Linked DNA regions of Mus musculus: region 2 is linked to region 1. A link is a contact called in public HiChIP or PLAC-seq data. All regions are on one chromosome and are shown on one strand. Each heading gives the region's core, a stretch centred on a gene start, on an enhancer-like site or on the middle of the called end of the contact. The rest is flanking DNA. Distances are from core to core; before and after follow the strand shown.

Region 1 (6,061 bases), core at 838-3,337:
TTTGCCCAGGGTGTGAAATTTGGAGGTATGGCCTTGTTGGAGTAGGTATGTCACTGTGGGTATGGGCTTTAAGACCTCACCCTAGCTGCCTGGAAGTCAGTATTCTGCCAGCAGCCTTCAGATGAAGATGTAAAGCTCCCAGCTCCTCCAGCACCATGCCTACCTGAATGCTGCCATGTCCCCACCTTGATGATAATGGACTGGACTGAAATTCTGAGCCTGTAAGACAGCCCCAATTAAATGTTGTCCTTATAAGAGTTGCCTTGGTCATGGTGTCTGTTCACAGCAGTAAAAACTCTTACTAAGATTGAAGTTGGTACCAGAAGTGGGGTATTGCTGTGATAGGCCTTTTGTCTGGAAGAATGTGGATTTGGGGACTTTGGATTTGGAAAGCAGTTGAATGCTTTAAGTGGGGCTTAATGGGCTATCCTAGTAAGAATATGAAAGATTTAGTTGCTGAGATTGATTTGAACTGTTCAGAATTGGCTCAAGACGGTTCAGTGGAGGAAAGTTTCAATATGGCCCAGAAACTGTTTTTGTAGTGTTTTGGTGAAGATTGTGGCTGCTTTTTGCCTTTGTCTTAAGAGTCTACCTGAGTCTAAGATAAAGAGACTTATATTAATTGCATTGACAAAGTCTCAAAAAAGCCCAGCAGAGACCTTGTTCTCTGGTTAAGTCTCATGAAGAACATTTTAAATAAGCATAGCAAGTTTAGAAAGGAAAAATACAAAATGTGGTTCACATATTAAAGGGGCACCAGGAAGTGAAATGGAGCTGAATCTTACGTTCTAGGAAATAAAAGATTAAGGGATTGGGGGTAAGATCCCATCCAGCTAAGTTTAGATTCAGGCATGGTGGTATACACCTTTAATTCCAGCATTACAGGCGGCAGAGCCATGCAGATCTCTGAGTTCAGAGGTTCAGTCGGACATCATCAAGGTGGGAACATGGCAGCATCCAGGCAGGCATGGTGCAGGAGAAGCTGAGAGCTCTACTACTTCATATCAAGTCTGCTAGCAGCATACTGACTTCAAGGCAGCTAGGATGAGGTCTTAAAGCTCACACCCACAGTGACACACCTACTCCAACAAGGCCACACCTCCAAATGGTGCCACCCCCTGGGCAAAGCATATTCAAACCATGACAGAGGGAAACAGTTTTGATAAACAGTACTACTGATGATAAAATGTAGACTTACTTTGCTCTCCCTTCTTGCAGAGTGGTCTTTATACTTAAAACCCAGAGCAGTTGTGATCAACAGATTGACAATTGAGGTTGCCTGGGCAGTGTCTGTCCACATTTTCTCACAAAATTGAATGCTTAGATAGCCACAGAATAAATCCTGTTTCCTCTTAACTGTGGTGAGTTTGCTACAAGTCAAGAAATCATTTAAATAAGGCGAAAGAAAACACACTATTTGTCCCTGTTAGGGAGGGTGCAAGCACTTTAACAGTATATGTCTGTAGATAGGAATCATTCAGTGTTTTGTTTTCTTTTTAAATGGTGATTTCCGTCCAATGTTAACCCTCTTTTAATTTGCTAAAATGCTGCCTGATAGAGAGGTTTGTTGTTTTAAATTCTACAATGCATCCAGGGCTGAAAACGACTGTGTGCCAAAGGAGGTCCAGTGTGTGAGTCCGGAGTTTTGATTAGAGCCTAAACCTAGAACAAAAGGGATTGTGTACACAGCAGCGAATTTCTGAGCAAACGGAAAAGGCCTGGAAGGGTTCCCACACGTCCGCGTATACAGGGTTAAGGATTCCTTTGGTACTTGCTGTGCAGCGGGCAGCCCAGAGTAGGGGACCTCCGAGACACCAGAGCTCGCTCCGCCCTAGCCACGCCCAGCTACGGCCTAGCTCCGCTCCCTTCTAGCCCCGCCCTCACCCGCTGTAGCCTAGGCTAACTTTGCCCTAAGCACTCGCTCGCCCCGCCCACACGGCTCCGCCCTACATCAAGCCCCGCCCTGCGCTCTCCCCGCCCCACCGGCGCGCGGCTGCTGTGCCACTCACTTCCTCTCGCGAAGACGTCCCGGCGTCGGCGCCGGAAGCTTTCTCCGAGCGCGGAGGGCGGAGTGAGAGGGCGGGGAAGGCCGCTGGCTAGGAGTAGGCCGAGTCTGCGACTCTGGCAGGTACCGCTGCTGGCAGGGCTTTGTGCCAGAGCTTTGTGGCCGGGTGCTCCGGCGGCCTTCTCGCGCACGTCGTTGCAGGGCCGCACCCATGCTGCGCTTTCCGACCTGTTTCCCATCCTTTCGGGTGGTGGGAGAGAAGCAGCTGCCACAGGAGATTATTTTCTTGGCCTGGTCCCCCAAGCGAGACCTCATTGCTTTGGCCAACACTACAGGCGAGGTAAGTGAGCTGGTGAGAGAGGTCGCCTGGGCTGGGACCCTCGAGCCTCAGTTTCCCCTTTGGCAGACGTGGCGAATCGCACATCTCTCCTGCCCCTACATCTCAGCATGGCTGTTAACTTTAAGAGACTGTGTAAAATACTGTGCCTTCCAGACAGGATGTGTATTCCATTTCCTGTATGGCCCAGAAGAACAAATTCCCTCCAAGTTCTGCACACCCAGGACTCCAGGAATTGATTTGGCCAGGGATGCACCATCAGACCCCGCCCAAAGTTGGTTTCAGATTAGTAGAGAATGAAGATGAACTGTCAAGTCCAACTGGAAGTGTGTGTGTGTGTGCAGTTGCTACAGAGGATGCTTGGTTCCGAGGTTTTACATCTTTGTTACATCTAGCTATTTAGAAGATCTTTAAGTTGAAAGGCTGATGCCTCACAGAATTGCAGACAGAATGCGTGTGGACGTTGTCAGTTAGCATTTCTGACATTAGGAACGTGAACATGCGATATCAAGTACAACTAGATACCCATCTTTCTGTGGAGGATGACTATTACCTGACAGCCATCTTGAAAGGGTCCCATCATCCATGCCACTTAGCACCCTCACCTATGTAAAACTAGGTGGTAAGGAAGGCCTAGCACCCAGAAATGCTTAGTGTGCCAGATTGCATTATCGTGTTGTGTGGCACGGCTCTGTCTCTAAGATCCATGGCTGGTGACATAGCTAAGGCGTGGGCTAAGAGTGCAGTCATTATTGTTGTTATTTTACTATGTCACCTACATATTCATGTTGTTTGTGTTACTTCTTTTGTCTATTGTCTTGGATAGGCTTTTTAACCTTTTCAAAAAGGTAAGTTTAAAAGATACAAAAGGGGCTGGAGACATGGCTCAGCTATCAAGAGCACTTGCTGTTCTTATAAATGACCTAGGTTTGGTTCATAGCACCCACATGGTCACAACTGTCGGTAGCTTCAGTTCCAGGGAGAACTGATGGCCTCTTCTGGCCTCCTGGGGCACTGACTGCACAAATGTGGTACAAATACATACATGTAGGTGTACCTTAAAAAAAAAAAAAGAAAGAAAATATGTAGAGTACAGGACTAAGTTGGGCCTTCTGAGTTCACCCATTTCTTTGAAAATGTCTTACATTCGTTTGGACACTGTTGTTCTGTAGATTGCAAAAAAAAATACTCAAAAGTAGTAATTAAAATTTTTGTTCTGTGGGTCTAGGTTCATTTTATCTCTGCAGGTGAGTTTGCAGCTTTCTGCTATCATGTCTTTTCATCTTAGGTTTTGCTGCATCGCCTTGCAAGTTTTCATCGAGTTTGGAGTTTCCCACCAAATGAAAGTACAGGAAAAGAAGTGACCTGCTTGGCCTGGAGACCAGACGGCAAACGTATGATAATGCTACAAACGTGTATCTCTTATTTCCAAAAGGATAGTCTAAAAACAGTACTTTTTCTTGGTATATTTTAGAATTATGGTTTTGTTTCTGTTGTATAGGTCTTACTGTATAACCCTGACTGGCCTAGGACTCTTTGTGTAAACCAGAGATCCACCTGCTTCTGCCTCCCAGGTGCTGAGATTAAGGACATGTGTGGCCTACCGTATCTGGCCCTATATTAGAACTATAAGTACTAGTTTGAGACTTTTTTTTCTTATTAGAATGCTTATATTTTTCATGAAAGTCTGTTGTTGGCAGGGATAAGTCTTTAATGAGCCCTGGCTTTGTGGCAGATAGGATCAAAGTCTGAGACATTTGCAGAATAATTGGCTTTGGCTCTCTCTGCTCTCTTGTCCTACATCATTTGATCCAAGTACCATTCACCACTCATGAGTCCATTCAGTGCCATCACAGTCTTTTTCTCCCCCAAATTCAGTTAGTACTAAATGTGAGGTTCATAAATCTCCTCTATGTAAGCTACCACTCAGGAGGGGCTGCGCACTGTGACTCTACATTTCCCAAAGGTCTTTTCCTGCTGTCGTGGCTCAGATCATTCATCTTCCATGGGGGTGTGTGTGTGTGTGTGTATCTTGTTTAGTTTGTTTGTTTGTTTGTTTGTTTTTCAAGACAGGGTTTCTCTGTGTAGTCCTGGCTGTCCTGGAACTCATTCTGTAGACCAGGATGGCCTCGAACTCAGAAATCTCCTGCCTCTGCCTCCCAAGTGCTGGGATTAAAGGCTTGCACCACCACTGTGCTGTCTTGTTTAGTTTCTTAAATTGATAGTTTCTGGAGCAGTTAGTCCTAGTGTTAGAATAGTAAATTGCTATGGGCTGCAGCTTGAAGTTTATCAGGGTGTCCAGCTTGTGGTCTATAAGTCACATGGGACTCTGTATAACAATGAATATGGCCCAGCACAAAATTTTAACGTCCTCAAAACTTTGGGTTTTTTTTTTTTTTTTTTGTTTCTTTGTTTGTGGAGGGTTTCTCTATTATTATTCTTATTTTTTTTTCTTTTTTCTTTTTTTTTTTTTGTTTTTTGTAATGTGATTGCATAGTTCTCTAATGTGAACTTCATGGTTAACTACATTGTATCACTGTGGCAAAAGGTTGAGCAAGCCTGAAGGTACTTTAAGAAAAAAAATAAATTACATTTGTAATATGAGTATGTCCTCCTGCTTAGTTTTGTTTTTTTCTTTTTCTTTTTTTTTTTTTTTTAAATAAATATAAGTACTTAAAGCTTGTTTGATAGCTGTTTTGGTGAGCAGCTCTGACAATGTGTGTAGAGATCTGTTTGTGCATTTTGATCTGAATTCATCTATTCCGATAGGCTTAGTTCAGGCCAGTGTAAACAGATTTGCCGCTTTGAATGTTAAGTGAACACTAACCACTGTGTCTCCATACTGTAATGTACAGCTGTTGGCCGTGATGCTTATCACATGTCGGCTTTCAGCTGTATAAGCAGTGCGTAACCATTCTGAGCAAGTGGGAGAACTTAGTGGGATTAATTCCTAAACGTAGAACTTCCAGGAATGCTCTAAGCATAGCCATTCTCCTTTTTCTTAGATGAGTAGAACATATAAAATCAGAGGGGTTGGGCCAGTGGGATGGCTCTGTGCAGGTGACAGTGTTTGCTGCCACACCTGAAAACCTGAGTGTGATCTCCAGCATCCACGTGGTGACAGAGGAGAAACGATTCCCAAAACTACCCTCTGGCCTCCACACATGTGCACGGCACACATTTGCTCCCATGAGCACTCACGAATAAGAATAAATGTAATAGAGGAACTTGTCACCCCCACCCCGGGTTACACTCGGGGCCTCCTGCATGCTCTTGAATTTACTAATAAAAGAACATAGCACTTTGACTTTACTGATCTGTAGCTCTGAAATTAGAGGTTATGTTGTTGTTTGTATTTTGAGATAGGGTTGCACTTTGTAGCCCAGGTTGGCCTTGGGCTCGTAACAGTACTCTTTCCTCCTACCTCAGGATGCTAGGATTACAGGTCTGAGCTACCACACCGGACTTACGAAAAACAACTTTTTTGAGTAACATTTTGAGGACTTTATTATTCATCTAAAAGTATAGGATCTCCCGGAGAAATCATTAAAACCAAATGTGTGTTAAAATGTGTTTCATATAAACAGAAAGTTTCATGTGTTTTGTTAGAAAGCAATTGTTTCAAGTGTTTTAAGTGTTTTGAGAATGGTGGCAGGAGCCCAGCCTGGTGGTGTGCAGGCCTCTATTTGGAATGGTGAAGCAGGAGGATTACTGACTCT
Region 2 (6,099 bases), core at 2,683-5,182, 310 kb after region 1:
AACACCACAATGTCCCTTCGATGTGTCCACCTTGTGCAGCTTTATGGAAGTATTCACCAGCCAGTGTCTGTAAAGATAGATAAAGAAGAGACACTCTCATGAGTGCAGAGTTCTCCTGGCCACCCTGGCTTCAGCAGACAAGGTCTGGAGGTACCTCAAGGACAACTCTATCACAGTTTTGTGTCTTCTGATGCCTTAAAGCAAACCACGCCAAGAAATAGCTCCAAAAAGACAGCCCATCCCAGAGGCCCAGGATATAAGACGTCTCCAAGCGTGCTATGGCCTCACAGGGTCCTCACAAAAGCACTGTACACTCAATGGAGGGGCGTGACAGGAGTCACACTGGGTGACAACTCAAGTGTTTGCTTTCGTAACCTTGCTTAATACCTTTCTTTACGCTCATGCACAAAAACCACGCTTCTAGTGGCAAGGTGAAAATTAGAACATGACAGGGAATAAATCCATGCTCACAGATGTGTAGGAGGGGTACTAGACATTGGCAATGCATAAAAATATCAGCTTTAGTGCAGCCGGGGAGAGGTGGAGGGAAGAAAGTCAACAAACATTTGGCATGTGTGTGTGTATGTGTGTGCATCTGTGTATGTTCTTGCGTGTGCATCTGTGTGTGTATGTGTGTGCATTCATGTGTGTGTGTGTGTGTGTGAGTGTGTATGTGTGTGAGAGTGTAATGTGTGTGAGGGTGTATATGTGTGTGTGAGAGTATGTATGTATATACAAGAGTGTATGTGTTTGTGAGAGTATGTATGTATGTGTGAGAGTGTGTATGTATGTATGTGAGTGTGTATGTGTATGTGAGTGTGTGTACTGACTCCCACTGATCACCATTATTATTCAGAGGGTGGTGAACTATTGTTTTTTTTAAAAGCATGGAAGGCAGGAAGGGCCTGGGATCGAATCCCAGCTTGCTTTCTGACAATCTGTGGCCTTATTCTCTCCAAACCTCTTTTGTTGTTTGTTTTCAACTGTAACATGTGGCTTCTGAAGACAAACGTGGTGGTATATACTTGTTATCCTAGCCCTTGAGGGGCGGAGGAAGGAGGATCAAGAAGTTTGGTCAAATAAGTTTGAAGTCAGCCTGGTCTAATGAAGAGCTATTTAAAAAACCAAAAACCAAAAGTGGCGTCTGACAGTTCCTAGTGGGAAGTGCAGCAAGAATTCCATGAGGAGTTCTGCAGGGTAGACTGGTGTCTCACAAAGAACACCTCCCAATGTACCCTGATGCTCTTGGCAAATCTAGGGTAGCTATAATATTGTCCATGCCAACATTGGTTACTCCACTCTTAATCTCAATAAATGTTTTCACTGACTCCTTCCCATTCTCATAGCCACAGACCAACTGTGGTGGCTTCAGTATATTTGGCATATGGAGTGGTACTAGTAGGTGGTGTGGCCTTGTTGGAGTGGGTGTGGCCTTGTTGGAGTGTGTGTGGCCTTGTTGGAGTGGGTGTGGCCTTGTCAGAGTAAGTGTAGCCTTGTTGGAGGAAGTGTATCATTGTGAGTCTGGGTTTTAAGACCTTCCTCCTTGCTACCTGGAAACCAGTCTTCTCCTAGCAGCCTTCAGATGAAGATGTAGAACTCTCAGCTCCTCTTGCACCATGCCTACCTAGACTGTGCCATGCTCCAACCTTGATGATATAGGACTAAACTTCTGAACCTGTAAGCCAGCCCTAATTAAATGTTGTCCTTATAAGAGTTTCCTTGGCCATGGTGTCTGTTCACAGCAGTAAAACCCTAACTAAGACACCAGCCCATCAGCAAAAATCCTATTTCCTCCACCAACCTTTGAAATATCTTTGGTAGTCAATCATGTACAGCCCTGGCATCTCACTGTTCCACGCCATGCCTACTCCAGGCGGGGCACTCAGCATACCATCCACAAGTATTCTCAACCAGCCATTGGCCGGATGAAGAGCTTTCTCAGGCTCACTCACCAGATTCCTTCCAGGAACTCCCGGGAAAATGCCATCCAAATACAGGACCCCAAGATTGTAAGACGCATCTGGGTTCCCCATTTCTTCTGCCTTTAACCAGTACTTGGCTGCTTTGGCATAATTTTTCCTGAATTTGTGGTAATACCATCCCAGGCCATTGACAGCCTGATGCAATCCCTAAATTTTAGAAAAAGAGGGAAAGTTATTATTATTATTATGGCTTCTGGAGGCGTTGCTGTGGCAGCATTCTTCCCCAGTCTTCCCCTTTCTCTTTTTCGAGGGGCAGATGGCACTAAGGAAAGCTAGCTGCCAGACAGCATGAGCCTGCCTAAGAGACTTCCCAGGTGGATTCTGCCCGGCTGCTGCTGGGTTTTCTGCCTTCCAGCTCATCAGTGACGCTGGTCCCCAAATCATCGCTCAATGCCTATGGGCTCTTACGTAATACCCCTGCAGATGCCTCTCCGCACCCAGCAGGATCCAGCATGCCCTTCACATTCATGAGAACTGGGTTGCAGCAGGATGTTTGTGTCTGACTCCTGAGCTGGCTTGGGATGGTTTCTAGGTGACCCCGCCTGTCCATCTGTTGATTTTTCTGCCCTAAACACCAAGCTTTGGTGCTCCGAGATGAGTTGGCATCCCCAGCTCTGATGGGACTCGGGGTCTAATAGGGGCTGGAGCAGCAGGGAGGGAAGAGAGGGATGGATTCAAAACTGAGCTGGTAATGTGGGCTCTAAGGAAGGGGCTGCTTAAGTCAGCCTGTGTTCTAGCATCCTTGTTCCTACTGAGTGCATGTGATGGTAGACTGTGAAAGCTTGGTTATCTTACAGGACAAGAATAATCCTGAGAGACGCTCCTGCTTTGCCATAACATGTCTGGTATACACCGAGCTCTTAGTGAGTCCTTGCTGAATGAAAGAGCGAGAGCCACACAGCATTCCAGGGCACAGAGGCTCTGAAAAAATCTGCTTTGTAATCTGAAATAAGGCAGGCTGAAGGGGAATTCACCACTGGGTAAGGGCGGAGGACTAAGAGATGCACATTTCACATCTGCCCCAACAAGCCTCACACAACCCCACCTGAGGATGTCCTGAACACAGTAAATGCAGTGACCATCATTGAACTGCGTATCTATGTCTGTGCACCCCTTGGGTACGCACATAAGAAGCGGGATCACGTGCACTGCTAGTACCTAGATAGAAAAGCCTTCTCTGAATCTCTTACTCCCTGCTGCAACTTTCCGGTCTAAAGGGCAGGATGCTCTGAGCTTCCCCAAGGGAAAAAAAAGTTGGGAGAAAAGTTAGCATGATGGAGTTTCAGAAGCCTTGAGAACAAAGGACTAGCCAGGGACCAAGAAGAGCAAGAGAGTCCCCTGACAAGTGAAGAATCAGTGACTTCTATGAATCTATTCATTTGTGTGTCTACACACAGGTGCAAGCATGCATGCATTTGGACATGAAGTCTGCACACATGTGTGTGCATGTGTGCACCTGCTTGTGTCTTATTCAAGTGCTATTGTGGCCTCCATTCTGCAGGGTTCTATTGAAACCAGCTGACTGAAGTATAAATAGTAACAAAGGCATACTAATCACAGAGCTCTGACCTTGGTGAGAGCAGCCCCTCGAAGCACAAGAAGCAAACGGGAACCGGTCAGAAGAGGGTTAACTTTCCAGGAAATTAGGCTTTGGTTTTCCTAATTCAATAGCCGTTCTCCTCATTCAATTCCAAGGAGCCCCACTGCTTGTTATCAGGGCAGCTCCTGATTATAATTTTAGCCTTCAAACAAAATCAGCCCGGATTCTATTGGTGGCAAGGTACATTGAGCCTTTGAACGGTGCTGTCCTCGTTGTGGCAAGATTATGTGTGTGTTATAACTTAAAAATGACTAGTTGCTGCGCCGGGGGACCCCTCCCCACCCCTCTCCCACCTCAGCTTTGTGGAAGAAAGCTGGCCATTTGCTTGCAAGGCTTTCTGAGAGCGTGGGCGTGAGAGGAGCTGTTTCCTCCTGACAATATGCACGGGTTACCTTGGAAGCAGCTTTCTTCATGAGCTCTAAGGCGAGCCGTCTGTTCTTTTTAACTCCTTGACCCTAAACATTGATAAACAGCAATGATTATGAGAAAAATAAACCCCGAATCCTCACAGGCATCACAGAGACTCCAGCATTCAATAGAAAATACTTACATATAAACCCTGAACCTTTAAAAGGCAAAACAAAACAGAACACCCCCCCACCCCCATACTCTTAATCAGTTCTAGACTCAGCAGTATTTCAAGACACCATTGTTATCATCATCATCATCACCGCCACCACCATCATCACCATCATCTCGCCCACATTTGTGGAACAGCCACGAGCCCCAACTTCTCGCTTCATCAGCCATCGATCACCTCCATTGATTGTGGTGAGAGCTGTGTCCCTGTCACTCATACATGCTGGGGAGGGGGTTGAATCTGTGAGGCAGGTTGGATGGATTTGGTCATCCTGGGTGCTTTCCTCTGGGGTTATCTAATTTGACACCCAGATAAAACATGTTATCTGTGTTGAAACAGTCAAGAGTCATTGGCTCAGGTCCCTGAGGGATGACGCGCAGTGACTTCTGACTCAGTTTGAGAGTGTACTGAAAAAGAGGAAGGACCCTGGGAAATCAGTTGCCTGCACCTGAGGCAAGAGGCAGAAGCTAAGAAGTTTCCTTCTAGCAAATGTGAGACTTCCAGAAGAGGTGACTTGTTCCCTGTATAGAGAAATAGGCTTTGGTGTTCTTGTTGCAAAAAGCACCTAGCTCAGGCGTATAGAGGACTATGTGAGGGAAATGGTGTATCCGTGAGTGGGGACTGAAAGGGTCCCTGAGGTCTGAAGATCTCCGTTGCTCCAGATTTATTCATAATCACGGGTCCCCTCTACTTTCCCAATGTCCCAGCCAACCTCCCTCAGCTTAGATAAGATGAATGGGGTCACGTGATGTGACCATGGGGAGGGCTTTCTTTGCATGAATTGGGCATCTGCTCTGTTTGGTTGGCTCTATAACAACTGGAGGTGGTGATCAACACACAGTGTGATCATGGGCCAGCACCCACATCACCACACCTAAACCTACAGGGGAGCCCCTGACATCCCCATCCACCTCAGACTTCCCAGAATTGTATGGTATGTGAGAATGGGAGGCAGGATTCGAACCCAGGAAAGCAGACTGAGCCTCAGACCACCATACTTCACTTTCTACTATGTATTTTGGTTCTATTCTGAGAAACTAAAATGACCCCTAACTTCCTGCATGGTATGAGAAAGACACAGTGTTTGCTTAGCTCTATAGTTTTCAGGATCTCCAATAGAAGTAGAAATCAAACCAAAGGTTGAATTCTACCCAAGTTTCTACTGGACCCCAACTTACTTATTTAATAAAACCAAACCAAAAGGTAGGATGAAAATATTTTTCACAAGTATGTTTGTGCTGGATAGTTTATGTCAACTTGGCACAAGCTAGAGTTATCTAAGAGGAAGGAACCTCAACTAAGAAAATGTCGATGGCCTGATGGTGGTAGCACTCAGGAGGTCAAGGCAGGTGGATCGCTATGAGTTTGAGGCCAGCCTGGTCTACAGAGCCAATTCTGGGGCAGTCAGGGCTACACAGGGAAACCCTGTCCCGACCCATTCCCCACAAAACAAAACAAAACAACAACAAAAAAGAAAATGCCTCCATAAAATCCAACTATGGGGTATTTTCTTAATTAGTGATCAATAGGGAAGGGCCCAGCCCATTGTGGGCAGTGCCATCCCTGGGCTGGTGGTCCTGGGTTCTATAAGAAAGCAGGCTGAGCAAGTCATGAGGAGCAAGCCAGTAGGCAGCACCCCTCCATGGCTTTTGCATCAGCTCCTGCTTACAGGTTCCTTTCCTGGTTGAGTTCCTGTCCTGACTTCCTTTGATGATGACTAGCAATGTGGAAGTGTAAGTCAAATAAACCCTTCCCTCCCCAACTTGCTTTTAGTCATGGTGTTTCACCACAGCAATAGAAATTTAACTAAGACAATGCCATGACGCCTTTTGATTAGTGAGGAAGAGGAAGGAGAACGCAGAAGGACACTCAGAAGAATTAGGTCAGGAATATGATAACTTTGGACCCATGCATCAGAAACAGTAGAATAATGGAAC

What was found. HiChIP or PLAC-seq counts read pairs in DNA pulled down with a chosen protein or histone mark.
Region 2: an H3K4me3 HiChIP or PLAC-seq map of embryonic basal ganglia shows a contact between it and region 1, with 4 times the contacts expected there. The contact joins the enhancer-like site here to the promoter of Anapc4 in region 1. A contact is called at or near these places in 1 of 39 promoter capture datasets (hippocampal neurons), 1 of 15 datasets of contacts at CTCF or cohesin (stem cell-derived epiblast-like cells), 1 of 484 Hi-C or Micro-C datasets (nephron progenitors), 4 of 115 datasets of contacts at active chromatin or transcription factors (cardiomyocytes, embryonic basal ganglia, embryonic stem cells and 1 more) and 1 of 9 other capture datasets (embryonic stem cells).

What each region holds. Positions count from the first base shown.
Region 1 is chr5:52,832,048-52,838,108 of GRCm38.p6, forward strand. It overlaps Anapc4 (anaphase promoting complex subunit 4), which reads left to right and starts at 2,088. Exons shown (of 28, transcript NM_024213.2): 1 at 2,088-2,345; 2 at 3,631-3,736. The coding sequence starts at 2,217.
Region 2 is chr5:53,135,834-53,141,932 of GRCm38.p6, forward strand. It overlaps Sel1l3 (sel-1 suppressor of lin-12-like 3 (C. elegans)), which reads right to left. Exons shown (of 24, transcript NM_172710.3): 14 at 3,975-4,037; 15 at 1,953-2,129; 16 at 1-67. Among named protein-coding and RNA genes, the nearest start is that of Sel1l3, 75 kb to the right of the region's middle. Within about 2 kb of position 3,933, at least 29 of the 459 cell types and tissues checked have an H3K27ac peak or open chromatin away from gene starts, as enhancers often do. A contact at or near this core is called in embryonic basal ganglia and hippocampal neurons, where this site is marked.